2 separate regions of the Xenopus laevis genome follow, and region 2 is linked to region 1. The links are chromatin contacts, called in public Hi-C maps. All regions are on one chromosome and are shown on one strand. Each heading gives the region's core, a stretch centred on a gene start, on an enhancer-like site or on the middle of the called end of the contact. The rest is flanking DNA. Distances are from core to core; before and after follow the strand shown. Region 1 holds the start of LOC108695792 (heparan-alpha-glucosaminide N-acetyltransferase). Region 2 overlaps ret.L (proto-oncogene tyrosine-protein kinase receptor Ret).

The links. A called contact is a pair of places that touch in the nucleus more often than the background predicts.
Region 2: a contact with region 1 is called in a Hi-C map of the XTC cell line, with 5 times the contacts expected there. The contact joins the enhancer-like site here to the promoter of LOC108695792 in region 1. A contact is called at or near these places in 2 of 4 Hi-C or Micro-C datasets (the XL177 cell line and the XTC cell line).

What each region holds. Positions count from the first base shown.
Region 1 is chr7L:48,527,143-48,533,644 of Xenopus_laevis_v10.1, forward strand. It overlaps LOC108695792 (heparan-alpha-glucosaminide N-acetyltransferase), which reads left to right and starts at 3,624. Exons shown (of 18, transcript XM_041568935.1): 1 at 3,624-3,717. The coding sequence starts at 3,645.
Region 2 is chr7L:48,786,130-48,793,240 of Xenopus_laevis_v10.1, forward strand. It overlaps ret.L (proto-oncogene tyrosine-protein kinase receptor Ret), which reads left to right. Exons shown (of 20, transcript XM_018225532.2): 2 at 4,444-4,677. Among protein-coding and RNA genes, the nearest start is that of ret.L, 27 kb to the left of the region's middle. Within about 2 kb of position 3,647, at least 1 of the 7 cell types and tissues checked has an H3K27ac peak or open chromatin away from gene starts, as enhancers often do.

The DNA.
Region 1 (6,502 bases), core at 2,374-4,873:
GTTCATACCTTCCTGCAAGGTGTTGCCCATGCGGCACCACCGTTCCGCCCTCCGATTCCAGGTTGGGATCTCAACCTTGTCCTTGCAGCCTTACTGGATCCTCCCTTCGAACCCATGGGTACTATCTCTGACAAGCTGCTTACCTGGAAGGTAGTGTTCCTGGTGGCGATTTCGTCGGCACGCCGAGTATCCGAACTCAGTGCTCTCTCCTGTGATCCAGCTTACCTGGTTTTCCACAAGGATAAGGCAGTTCTGCGCACTGTTCCTTCCTTCCTACCCAAGGTTGTGTCTCCGTTCCACATCAACCAGGAAATTATTGTACCTTCCCTTTGCCCGGATCCGGCTAACACTAAAGAAAGACGACTTCATAGTCTCGATGTCGTCAGAGCGCTCCGCTGGTATATAGAGAAATCGAAGGCCTTTCGACGTTCCCAACGTTTGTTTGTGATTCCCGAAGGATCCCGCAGAGGCATGACAGCCTCTAAGACTTCCATTGCACGCTGGCTGAAGGAACTCATCCATCTAGCTTATGTCTCTAAAGGAAGATCTCCTCCCGAAGGAGTGCGTGCTCATTCCACCAGAGCTATGGGAGCTTCCTGGGCATGGCGCAACTCGGCTTCCCTGGATCAGATCTGCAGAGCGGCCACCTGGTCCTCTGTGCACACATTTACAAAGTTCTACAGACTTGACACCTTTTCTTCCTCTGAGGCCTCGTTTGGCCGTAAGGTGTTACATTCTGTGGTACAATAATGTGTACCGATCTCTTCCGCTCCCACCCTGCTGTTCTCGGGGCTGCTTTGTTAAGTCCCCAGCTGTTCCCTGTGTCCCCCTGAGACGACAGAGAAAACAGGATTTTTTGATACTCACCGTTAAATCCTTTTCTCTGTAGTCGATAGGGGGACACAGGGCTTCCCGCCCCGCGGCGAGATGTTGACCAAGTTGGTCCATAAGGGAATACTCCCTGAGTTACCGTTCTGCTCATTCAGTTTTGTTTTTTCTTATGCTAGCAGTCTCTTTGGTACAAACTGATTAGGTTGGCGTAGCACCGGGTTAAGCCAGACCCTAGGTCACGCCCCTTTAATCAATTATTCAAGTGTCCTGCCTCCGGAGGGTGGAGCTTAACCCCAGCTGTTCCCTGTGTCCCCCTATCGACTACAGAGAAAAGGATTTAACGGTGAGTATCAAAAAATCCTGTTTTTGCAAATTTAACAGCCTCTTGACGCCTCCTATAACCTTTGATGAGTGTCTGGATTCTGGTTGGTGGTATTTTTGACCATTCGTCCATACAAAATCTCTCAAGTTAAGTTAAATTTGATGGCTGACGAGCATGGACAGCCTGCTTCAAATCATCCCATAGATTTTCCTTGATATTCAAGTCGGGGGACTGTGACGGCCATTCCAGAATATTGAACTTCTCCCTCTGCATAAATGCCTTTATAGATTTTGAAGTGTGTTTAGGGTCATTGTTTTGTTGGAATATCCAACCCCTGCGTAACTTCAACTTTGTTACTGATGCTTGAACATTATCCTGAAGAATTTGTTGTTATTGGGTTGAATTTGTCTGACCCTCGACTTTAACAAGGGCCCCAGTCCCTTAACCAGCCCCACAGAATGATGGAACCTCCACCAAATTTGACAGTAGGTAGCAGGTGTTTTTCTTGGAAAGTGCTTTTTATGACCAAATAACTAAATTTTTGTCTCATCAGTCCAAAGCACTTTGTTCCAAAATGACTGTGGCTTGTCTAAACGAGCTTTTGCATACAATAAGTGACTCTGTTTGTGTTTGCGTGAGTGCAGAAAGGGCTTCTTTCTCATCAACCTCACACAGACGCATGTAAGCGCCAAACACAGGTTGGGATGCAGCATTTTGCATTTTACCTGCGTTCGGTGCATACACGCGTCTGTTTGAGTACAGCCCCATTGACAATAATTCAGTGTGTCTACTCCTGCGCTCCCCTGCGGCTGAATGGAGGAAAGTGCAACACACTGGAAGTGCACAAAACACCCATGTGTAAGAGCCCTTAATATTTTCTCATGATTGGACACACCTGCCTATGAAGTTCAAGGCTTAACGAGCTAATCCAACCGATTTAGGGCTCTTACAGATGAGAGTTTTTACCTGCACTCCCCTGCGTTCCGTTTTTCCAGCATGTTGCGTCTCAACCTGCGTTCGGCGCCTACACGCGCCTGTGTGAGTACAGCCCCATTGGAAAAAATGTAATGCGTCTATTCCTGCACTCCCCTGCAGCTTAACGCAGAAAAATGTGACGCAGGGGAGCGCAGGTAAAAACTCTCGTCTGTAAGAGCCCTTAGTGTTGCCAGTAATCAGTATTGAGAAGTTACATGCATTCAAATTAACAAAATTACAAGGGTACCCACATTTTTGCTCAGCCAGTTTTTCACATTTGACTTAATCTCATACAACTGAATACTGCTTCACTAAAAATCTTTGTTCAGAAAACACCCCAGTACTCAGATGTTCCTGGGAAATGACATACCACTGTTATCTTTTTTTGTTGAAAGTGGAGTAAATTATTATGCAGACTGAGAGGGGTTCCTAAAGTTTTTCATATGACTGTACTATATGGCTAGTGGACCCATTTATGTAAAAGGGTTGTTCACCTTCCAAACACTTTTTTTCCAAATCTTTTTTCACTTGCTTCCGATCTTTTATTCTTAACTGTTTTTCCAAAATCAAAGTTTAATGTTCCTGTCTGGTGTTTCAGTCTGGCAGCTTAGCGATCCAGATGTAGATCCTGAACTGTTTCAATTTGCTACATTGGTTGATACAATTCCCAGCAGTACCTTGTGGAATATTGTATCATTTATAACAGCTGCCTTTAATGAAACTCAGGGATTCTGCTCAGCAGGGCCAAAGATAAAAAATGTATCAGCTAATGTATCAATTTAGAACAGTTTACAGCATTGCTGAGTGAGCCCATTCTCTGAGCAGTTTTAGAAAGACATAAGAAGGTGAACAATTTAAATTTAGACTTCAATATTACAAAAATGGTCACAAATAGGTGATTGAAAAAAGTCTTTATTTCTGATGATCTGAAAGCAGTTGAACTGAATTTGTTCCTGGATTACTGAGCTGCCATACTGAAACACCAGAGACAGGAACATTGAACATTAAACTTCAATTTTGGAAAAATAGTAAAAAATAAAACAATTGAAAAAAAGGCTTTATTTCTGGCGAACAATCTGAAAAACAAATGAACTGGGAAAAAAGGGATTAGAAGGCTAACAACCCCTTTAAAAACATTTAACAAGTTGCACCACAACATAGATGAATAACTGATCATTCTTTTTAAACTTCAGTAGTGATATAGCTTTCTTCTATATTTCCATATCGCTACATTTCGAGTAGGAAGTTCTGGGCTAAATATATCCGTGTGGACCATAGCTAAACGCTCAAAGTGGACTTTCATGCTGCTTCCACAACCATTGGCCTCAAAGTACAAAATAAGGATGCCAATAATGTGTTTACTTTACTTTATTGCACCTTCTTTGTTGCCAGATATAGTAGCAGTTTTTTATGGACTTTAACCAGTTATTTTATTCTATTAGTTTTTTGTTTTTTTTCTTAATCCTTTTTAAGGCACTTTTTCGAGAAGGTACAAAGCTCATTAAACAGACTCGTCATGGGGAATGGACGCTCAGGAATCCTGCTGTTTGTTTTATTTGTCTCTATTCAACGTTCTGTCTCTCTCACAGGTAAAGAAAGTGGCTTTTACTGCAGAGGAATGCTTTAGTACTCACATAGTGCTACCTAAAGGAGAACTAAAGCTTAACTAAAGAAGTAGGCTAGAAATGTTGTACACTGTGTTTTGGGCTTCTGTACCAGCCCAAGGCAACCACAGCCCTTTAGCAGGGATGATCTGTGCCTCCAAAGATGCCCCAGTAGCTCCCCATTTTCTTTTCTGCTGATTCAGTGTACATGTTCTGTGCTGCTGTCACTTACTGAGCTTAGGGACAGACTCAAGATATAGTACACATGGAATATAAATGTCACAGTATTAGGCTGATTAGTACAGATAATTACTACATGGTAGCATAGAAACCAGTGCAACTAGTTGCTGCTATTGAGAAGCTGAAACTTTACGCTGGTGCAATAAATTCAGTATATACAATATGGCATTTTTAGCCATATTCATTTTTATGGTTTTGTTCTGCTTTAATACACAGCTAACTGACTGAGCTTGATATTTATGTAATTAACAGCCAGATGGTCACATATCTGCTTTCCCACAAAGAATACTGTGTTTACAGCAAAACAAATACATTTCTCATTGAAACACGCGTGAGGTAAATCTGCTGAGCCCCAAATGGACTTCTTGCTCCAAAACCTGGTGGCAGCACCTGCAGTTTCTTCATGGAGAGGAAAATATCCTGCAGCAAATTGACCTCTGAATTAATAGTTTATGCTTGTATTGTCAGTCTAACAGACTTTCTTTTGTATTCAAAATTGTATTTCATTGGGGCAATGTAAAAAACATATTTAAAATAATTGGAACTTTTCAAGTGCCATAAAATATGTACCATGTTTGCATACTGGAAAGTGATGGATTTTCAATGAAGTGCAGTCTATTTATAAAATATTGTATATATACACATTCTTAGTGTAGTGTAGTTCAGCTGAAACATTTCACATATTTTATATCAGATATTTTTTTTGAGAAAACCTGCTGTATATTACTTATATTATCTAGACACTTATGACTTTGTACAAATAGATTTAATTTTGCAGTAGCCAGAACCTACAATATTGTCCCTCAACAAGAATATTAAATACCATTTGCTTTCAATAGTAACCCACTTGATTGGTTGCAAAATATTACTGTACTAATTCAATGCTGCACGTAAATCTTCCCCATAAAAAGTACAGTTTATTAGGGATGTAGCGAACTGTTCTGCTGCGAACTAGTTTGCGCGAACTTCGACCGTTCGCGTCCGCCGAATGTTCGCGAACGTTTGGGAACGTTCGCATTTTGAGTTCGCGTTCGATTCGAATACAAGTCGTTCGACCATTCGACCATTCGAATTCCTTCGACCGCTAAAAATCGAACGATTTCCATTCGTTCGAACGATTGTAAGCATTCGATCGAATGAAAAGCATTCGATCGAATGGCTTCGATCGTTCGATTCGAATGAAAATCCTTCGAACGAATGATTAAAATCCGATTGAATGATTTTAGCGGGTGTTCGAAGTTCGCGAACTGTCCGCGAACGTTCGCATTTTTTGCCGGTGTTCGCGAACGGCGTTCGCGAACACCAAATCGGCAGTTCGCTACATCCCTACAGTTTATGCTAGTTGTGTTTATACAGGAACAATGTTTTTCAGTATTTATTTAGGAGCTATGAATAATTGAACTACATTTGTCTGATTATTTTCTCTTAAAGTAAGTTTAAAAAAATCTGAAATTTGTATCTAACGATAAGGGGTTCTTTATCCAGATCCTTCTGAAATACAGAAATGTCATTTCCCATAGTGTCCTGTTTAAAGAAGACCTAAACCTGCTTCTTTGAATGCAGAGGCCTCCCTCCCCAACCACATGCCTGCATACTAAATATGTAGCTGCAGTCTAGCACAGGGTTTGTGGCTGCCAACTTTGCCTGCATCACATCCTGATTCTGGGACACAATTTCCCATAGTAAAAGAAGTATAATTATCTAGTGGTGTCAGTCATTTTAATTGCATGGATGCTTACTGATGATTTTAGAAACCCAAGATGATTGAACCCAGTTTGGTTGGTGCAATATGTTTTATTACATGTCCCCCAAAGTTTACTTCCCTATTAGAAAATTGTTTTAATTGATTTGTTTACTTTAGCCTGATACTTTCAGCAGATTAGTGAATGCAACATGCAAACTGGTTGTTAGGTGTTACTGTACTTTAAGGTAACTGCACCTCCCACACTATTGCTTTATATATAGGTGCATTCATTTTTCACTGTAACTATTGGAGCTGGCAGCTAGCTCTGGTGCCATTTTAGCTGTGAACATCCACTGATTTGCTGTTGCTCAATATTTTTAAATAGTTGCAAGTTTGCTTGTGCTCAACCTGTCTCAAGATTGCTGGCAGGGAGAATAAAATATATCAGTGACTGATATGAAGCTCTGTAATACATAATGAGTGTATTGTCTGCTAACAGATTCAACAGACGCTGCAGTCGAGGACAGGTATAAATTATAGTACATGCATGGGATCTGTTTATCCAGACTGCTTGGCACCTGGGTTTTTCCGGATAACTGATCTTTCCATAATTTGGATCTACATACCTTAAGCCTACTAGAAAATCATGTAAATAATAAATAAACCCAATAGGCTGGGTTTGCTTCCAATAAGGATTAATTACTGTATATCTTAGTATCTTAGTACAAGGTACTGTTTTATAATTACAGAGAAAAAGGAAATAATTTTTAAAATTGGGTTATTAGGATAAAATGAAGTCTATGGGAGATGGGCTTTCTGTAATTCAGAGCGTTTTGGATAAGGGGT
Region 2 (7,111 bases), core at 2,397-4,896, 260 kb after region 1:
CATCGTAAAGAATTGCCATGCTGTTAAAAAATGCCTCTAGGGAATAGCGTGCCGGGTCAGAAATAGGCAGCCTTAGGGCCCAAATTTGGGGGTCACCCGAAAGCAGGGTCATAACAACCTTACTTTCTCCTCACCAGATGAAAATGAGTGAGAAAAGAAACCAAGGTACAGTTTGCATGCCTCCTTAAACACAAAAAATTTGGTGCGATCCCCACTAAACTTTTCGGGGAACACAATTTTGGGTTCATGGGGTCTGGTAGTATTACCCCACATAGCAGAAGAACCCACAGGAGAAACAGGAACAGGCAGCTGCTGCGGAACTTGCGGATTCTCCAGCTGACGGGTTAGATTGTGAAAACCCTGTAGGAGATTGTTCTGCTTCCGCTCATGCTCCTCCAAGCGCTGTAGCAAGGTGGTAAGAAGCGCTTCGGTGGTAATGGGAGGAGTTGAAGCAGGAGGAGCAGCAGCATCATCGTGACTTTCGTCCTCCATGGCCCGTGATAATGTCACGGCCCGCACCCGATACGAGAACAAATGCCAAGCACCCTGGTCTCGGCTCGGCTTCACCAGTAGTGTGACCACCGTTGGGCTTCGGGAGGAGCCCTCAGCTTAATTGGGTGCCACCTGGACTTAACGAGGGGTGCAAGGCGAGATGTTCTGGCTGGCGAAGGGGCACGGCTGTTAGCAGAGTCTTTTGGGCCGAAGATCACGGTACAAATGGAGCAGGCAAGAGTATCGTCAGACAGGCAAGGTTGAGGCAGGCAGATATCAAGAATCGTCAGGCAGGCAAGGGTCAAACCGGGTTGTCAATCAAGGGGTTAAGCAGGAAGAGTTGTCGTAGGCAGGCGAGGGTCAGGATACAGAATGCAGAATAGTCAGGAACAGGCTGGGTCAAACACGGGTAATCAAAAGGACTAGATACAGAACAGATCAGACGCACAAGGCTCAGGAACCACTAGAAACAAGTTCTATCACGGGCACTGGCTGGGAGTATGAATGGGCCTTAAATACTTTCAAATTTTGCGCTAAAACGTGCGCCAGCGCGCCTGTACCTTTAAGAGGCACGCAGGTGCCCTAAGAAACCAAGATTGTGCCGGCACTGGAGGCAGGAGAAGGAGCGCGGCGGCGTGGCGGCCGTCCACGCCGCCGCACCACTAGACCACCAGGTATTTTTATTACAGTTCTCCTTTTTAAAAGCCTGATCAGAAAATATTTTAATAAATAACCCCCTAAATTTATAGAGATCCAGTGAACCGGGAAAACCCACAAACATCACCCTGCTTTATTAGTTTTGGTTCGGGATTCGGCCAGGATTTTGGCCTTTTTCAGCAGGATTTGGATTCGGCCGAATCCTTCTGCTGAGCCGAACCGAATCCGAATCCTTAATTTACATATGCAAAAAAAACTATTTGCTTCGGTATTCAGCCGAATCTTTTGAGAAGTATTCGGGGGTTCTGCCGAATTCAAAAAAGTGGATTCGTTGCATCCCTGTTATTAATTGAGTTTAGTCCTGAAGTGAGTTACAAAAACACAACATTTATTTCTGTTAATGAAATCTCATTTCCCCCTCTTTATAATAAAGGAGATGTTCACCTGTCAAAAATAAATGTATTTATTATTTTAGTCATATTTACATTTGTTTGATTAAAAAAATAAATTTTCCAATACCACACATCACAAGGTAACACTCGCCCCCCTATTCAATGCTTTTGGATAGAGTTGCAAACCACATGCTGCCTTCACGTCAGACACTGTAAAAGGGTGGCACATATCGCAGAGTGAGTGATGTATATCTGGAACTTATCTCTGCTTGATTTTTAATCAAACCAAATTGCATTTATGATAATGAAATGATGAGAACTATTGCTTTTGAACTGAAGGTGAACATTCCCTTTATGCTTGAGGGCAAGTAGAACAAGACCCATCAATGTTAGTATTTTTAATTTTATCAGCTCTTTATGTGTACATTTTGATAATTGAAAATCCTTGCTGTAAAGTGAGGAGTCATTATTAACTTGGCCTGTCCTATGTTACAGTATACCTTTCTACCACTGGCCGGATATTATTATTCTCAATCAATACATTCCCACTGGGGATGTCATTTATTGATATTATGCCAGCTCTCATAGATATATGCTGACGAGATACAATTGCAGAGCAGCCGTTCAGAATAGCCAGCCCTATCATATGCGGTGGTTTTCACTGCTCCCACTGTCCTCAAACTAATAGGAAGGGCTTTAATAAATGCAAGCCTAGCAGCTGACAATTAATAAGGGGAAAGCATATATATTGATTGATGCTTAATATGATATGGAGAAGATGCTAAGTTCTAGTTTAATTTTCCATTTCTTCCCTACAGAAAGAGAGCTCAACAAGGTGAATAAAGACATTCCTTCTGTAATATTTGTATAAATATAGCTTAATTACTGCAATTGAAAGCTAAATATAGGCATATATTTCATTAATATTTCAATAATAAATCATAGATGTACAGACCACCTGTTTCAGTTAACCAAACGCACAGACACGTATTGTATGGATGTATTTCATGTCACCTGTTTAAAAGCAAACATCTTATTGGTTGCTATTGGTTACTGCTCCTGGGCAAACATAGTGCCTCTTATTACATATGTTTTTTTTTTATAACTGTACAGATGTGTCTTGAACAAGAATGCTTGCTCATACATAGAACTTGCAATTTAAGTTTGGTGCCTGAGAAGCCAAAAGTATAAAGGACTATATAGAGATAGTCAGTTTGCCAAAGCCCTGCACCAGTTATTTTTTGGCAGTGAAGTGCTGCTTATGGAAGCTAAATGTTTAATTAACTGAAAGGCAGGGCCAGATTTACATAGCGGTTGCCCCTAGGCCCGCTGTCGTTAGTCGCCCCCATATCCTCCCTTTTATTCGCTCAAATTTTCATCATCAGGACTGGAGCAATGGGGATTGGCGCACGGGAAATTAAAAAAACTATTGTATCTCCTGCGCATCCCCAGTGTTTCCGAATCAATGCAGGTGTGGTTGGGCAGCATGCCGTCCCCTAGAATCCTGCCGCCTTAGGCCCGGGCCTTGGTGGCCGCTCCACAAATCCGGGCCTGCTGAAAGGTATAGACTACAGCTTGCACTTGCATTGATATGGGCGCAAGTGCCCCCTACACTCACACTCAGTATCCCACAACCGAAGCAAATAAGCAAATTGTTTACAGTGAATTCAATGCAAAACTATACTGTTCTATGGTTCTCCTTTTGTATAGGCTGGTGGCCATTAGCAAATTAATTAATAATTCTTATAGGCAATCAGAACTATACATTTTTTTCACCTAAAACTGTCACATTACCATTTACTATTAATTTATGATGGAATTTCTTTAACCTCTAGCCAAATTGCCATGCATTGTTAATAAGAAGCCCTTGTACCATCTCCAGTTGCCACTATTATTTGTCAGTCAGCTTCTTCTTGCTGCACCTTTTATTTTTCTGTCACTTTTCCTTATTTTGTAAACAAATTTACGTTTACCAGCTTTTTATATATATTTATGCCCTGTAACAAACATCATCTCCATAAGATACACAACACAAGAAGTGACAAAGGAACTTGCATTTTACCTTCAACTAGTCCTGTTGAACAGCAGGTTTGGAAAATGTGAACTGACCTTTCCTTCCATGTGTTTTCTCACTGACAAGAGAGGATATGGGGTGCATAGTGACCTCATGTGGCTGTACTGAACAATTATTATTGCCAAATCCTATCTGCATCCAAAAATCAAGTTCCCATTATCTGCATTTTTGGCCTAAATTTCTGGAATATTGTTGCTCTCAAAAGGATTACCTTTACCTCAATTTATGTTATAAAAACAAAGAAATTCAACTGCAATACATTAAATGAAATACTCTAAATTACATGTAATAAGTATATATACTGTACATGGCATAAATGTCTTGCTCTTCAGGATTAGTACAGTACCATGTTATTAAATTCAGATTTGCACTAAACGGACAATAAAACAGATCACTCAGTATAATTTTCATTTAGGTGTGTGTGTTTGTGTGTGTGTGTTTACAACAATTTTGCATGTCCTCCTTGCACATGGCAGAAGGATAGATCCTGAACAATTTTCATTTCATTCACACCTACTATTGTTAAATTAGTACTATACAAAATCTATAAAATATGTGGAATTCCAGGCCATTGCTTGCTTTACCCTTAAAAAATTATTCAGGGTAAATGTGCCTAAATGTGAATAAATGCCAAAGGTATATTGCTAAGATTTCTTAACAGGTCTGCTAATTAATGTTCAGGGCCTTGGTTTCCAATGTATGATATGTAAAGAGTAATTTAACAGACATATCTTGCTGTTTATGAAACATGCATAATGCAAGGCTGCAGTAGAATTAGTGAAATAATAATGGCTGTTGATATTCTGTCTTTTTTTCTGATACTGGCAGTGACCTCTGGACTTTACTTTCTAAGAAAGGATTATTCTGAGAATTTATATATGGATCAACCAGCTGGGACACTACTCCTACAGGTCCATGTGATGAAGGACTCACCACTGGAAAAACCTCACTTTTGCCAAAATATCTACTTGAGTAGATTGGTTCATTGGTTCCGGATAGATGAGCATACAGGAATCCTCTACCTCAATCGGAGTCTTGACAGGAGTGTCTATGAAGTCTTCTGTAAGTTTGTAAGAGATACTTGAAGTCTGCTTTTTTCAAATAATTTATTTGCACCATCTTCTTATGACCATTTATTATTGATGTTTTCTTAAGGAACGTCTCAGCTGATGCAAGAATGACTACCAATGTAATTTATCATTATGTAATCACGCAATATTGTATGGAAACAATAAGTTACACTCCACATTTCTTTTTAGTTTATTTATGTATATTTTGAGAATGAACATGTCTTTACTTTGCTATAGAAAGGAAGGAGAGGTCATAAGTCCCTTTGACTTCTATGCTACCTACAAACATGCATACCAAATAACTATGTATAAATAAACATTTGGGCTGTTCCAGTTACTCTACTGGCCACCTCATTTGGGTAGCAATCACGTTTTATTAAATTTAGTACTCCATTGAAGTTTGTTATGATCCAAAATACTAAAAACTAGTATTTCATTAGCAGCTGACAATTTTATGTACAAGAGGTACATTTTATAATGAGGTAAAATATTATTCTATTTATTCTTTACACAATCAGTCCCTTGTTATATCCACTAACACAAACTTCAGCGTGAATTATATAGAGCTATAAAGGAGAATCTTTCCTGCAAAGCTAAAATTCAATTTTTAGATTTCATTAGCTAGGTCACTTGAACATTTCAGCGTCTGAGTAATGATGTCAAAGCTATTCAGAAGATACTCATAGCAGCATTTATGGAACTTCTTCAGCAACTTGTTTTTGAGCAGAGTGTCTAACAAACATTTAGTACATCAACAAAGTAGATGGCTGATAAACAAATTAGTATGACAAATAAACATAAAATTACAAGTAATTACACTGTACTATAAAGTTTCAAGATGACCTCTAGAAGCCAGTGCTATACTTTTAAGCGATTTTGTTGAATAAAAATACCAGCAAACAAAAAAGAACAAAAGACTATAATTTAAAAAAATATATATAAAAAAAATAAAGTGGTGCAGTTACTCCCTAGCTATTCTTTTGCCATTACACTACCAACCACTTGTTTGGCAGGGGTGACAATCTTAATGAATGAGCAGCTTTATGCATCACTAATTTCTATTTTAAGTTAATTTCTAATATACATTCATTTACTGAACTAGTTTGTGTTTTAGGTGTGATTTTTCATTGCGTGTCTGCTCAGCAGTGCCAGCATAAAAGGCTTCCTTTAGCTGTGGGACAGACAATCTAAAAATTAATTTAGCCATACCTCCTTCCTTAAGTATTTTCACCATAGGTATCCCTTATTTCATATGTTCAGGGGGCCCACAAAAACAAAAGGGGTTGCTATCTTTTTTAGAGCCGGGCTGCCTGTTATAGTGGAAAATGTAGTTGCAAACCCAGAGGGTAGATTTCTACAAATAAAACTACTACTTCAAGATTCCAGATTTACCATTGTAACGTACTACGCACCCAACCAAAATCACCTTTTGTCTCTGTCCCGGATAATTCAACAGAGTCAGGTGGGAAAAGAGGGGGGTCTTATTATATGTGGAGATTCAAACTTGATTCTGGATACAGGATGGGACAGACAGGCCACTCCACTTTCCACATCTGAAATTTCCAATATTTACTCTATCCGAGTGGAATGCCACTCATTAGTTGATGTTTGGAGGGAAAAATAATCTGTACAGTAATGGCTATACCCATTATTCCTATCCCCATAAGGTTTATACGCAAATAGTTCATTTATTTATCTTGCAAGATTACACACCTCAAGTACGTGCTATATAAATACATGTTAATAATAATAATAATAATAATAAATACGTGCTGTTAAGATTTTAAATGTTCCATGGTCAGATCATTCCCCAGTTTCTCTTCAAATTAACATTGACAGGCAGCCAGAGGGTATCAATGGAAACTTAATGATTCTTTACTTATGATCCCAGATATAGTGTCAGATAATGAATCTATTTTAACACACTACTTTAAGGAGAATGAAACTTCCGTATCGCATGTAATTACCCTTTGGGAAGCCCATAAAGCAGTTATTCGCGGCAGATTTATTCAGCTGGGTTCTAGACGTAAAAAACAGCCTAAGACAGCCCTCGTGCTATACTCGTCCATCCCATTAAGCAACATACTGGAGGGATAACAAATAACCCTGCAAAAATAGCACAGGAATTCACAACGTTTTATAAGAAGCTATATTCTAGTGCAGGAGACCCAAACTCTGCCAAATATAAAAAGCTATTGCAGAATATTCAGCTCCCTACATTTACTGACACCCAGCTTGAAACTATAGAAACTGATGTAACCATTGAGGAGGTAACCGCAGCAATTAAACATTTAAAATCTGGCAAGGCCCCGGGTCCCAATGGATTTTTGGTAACCTATTATAAAAAATTTGCTTTAACATTAGCCCCCTACTTAACAAAGTTATTCAATTCTCTCCAACATGGTTTTCGGTTTTCACATCTATCG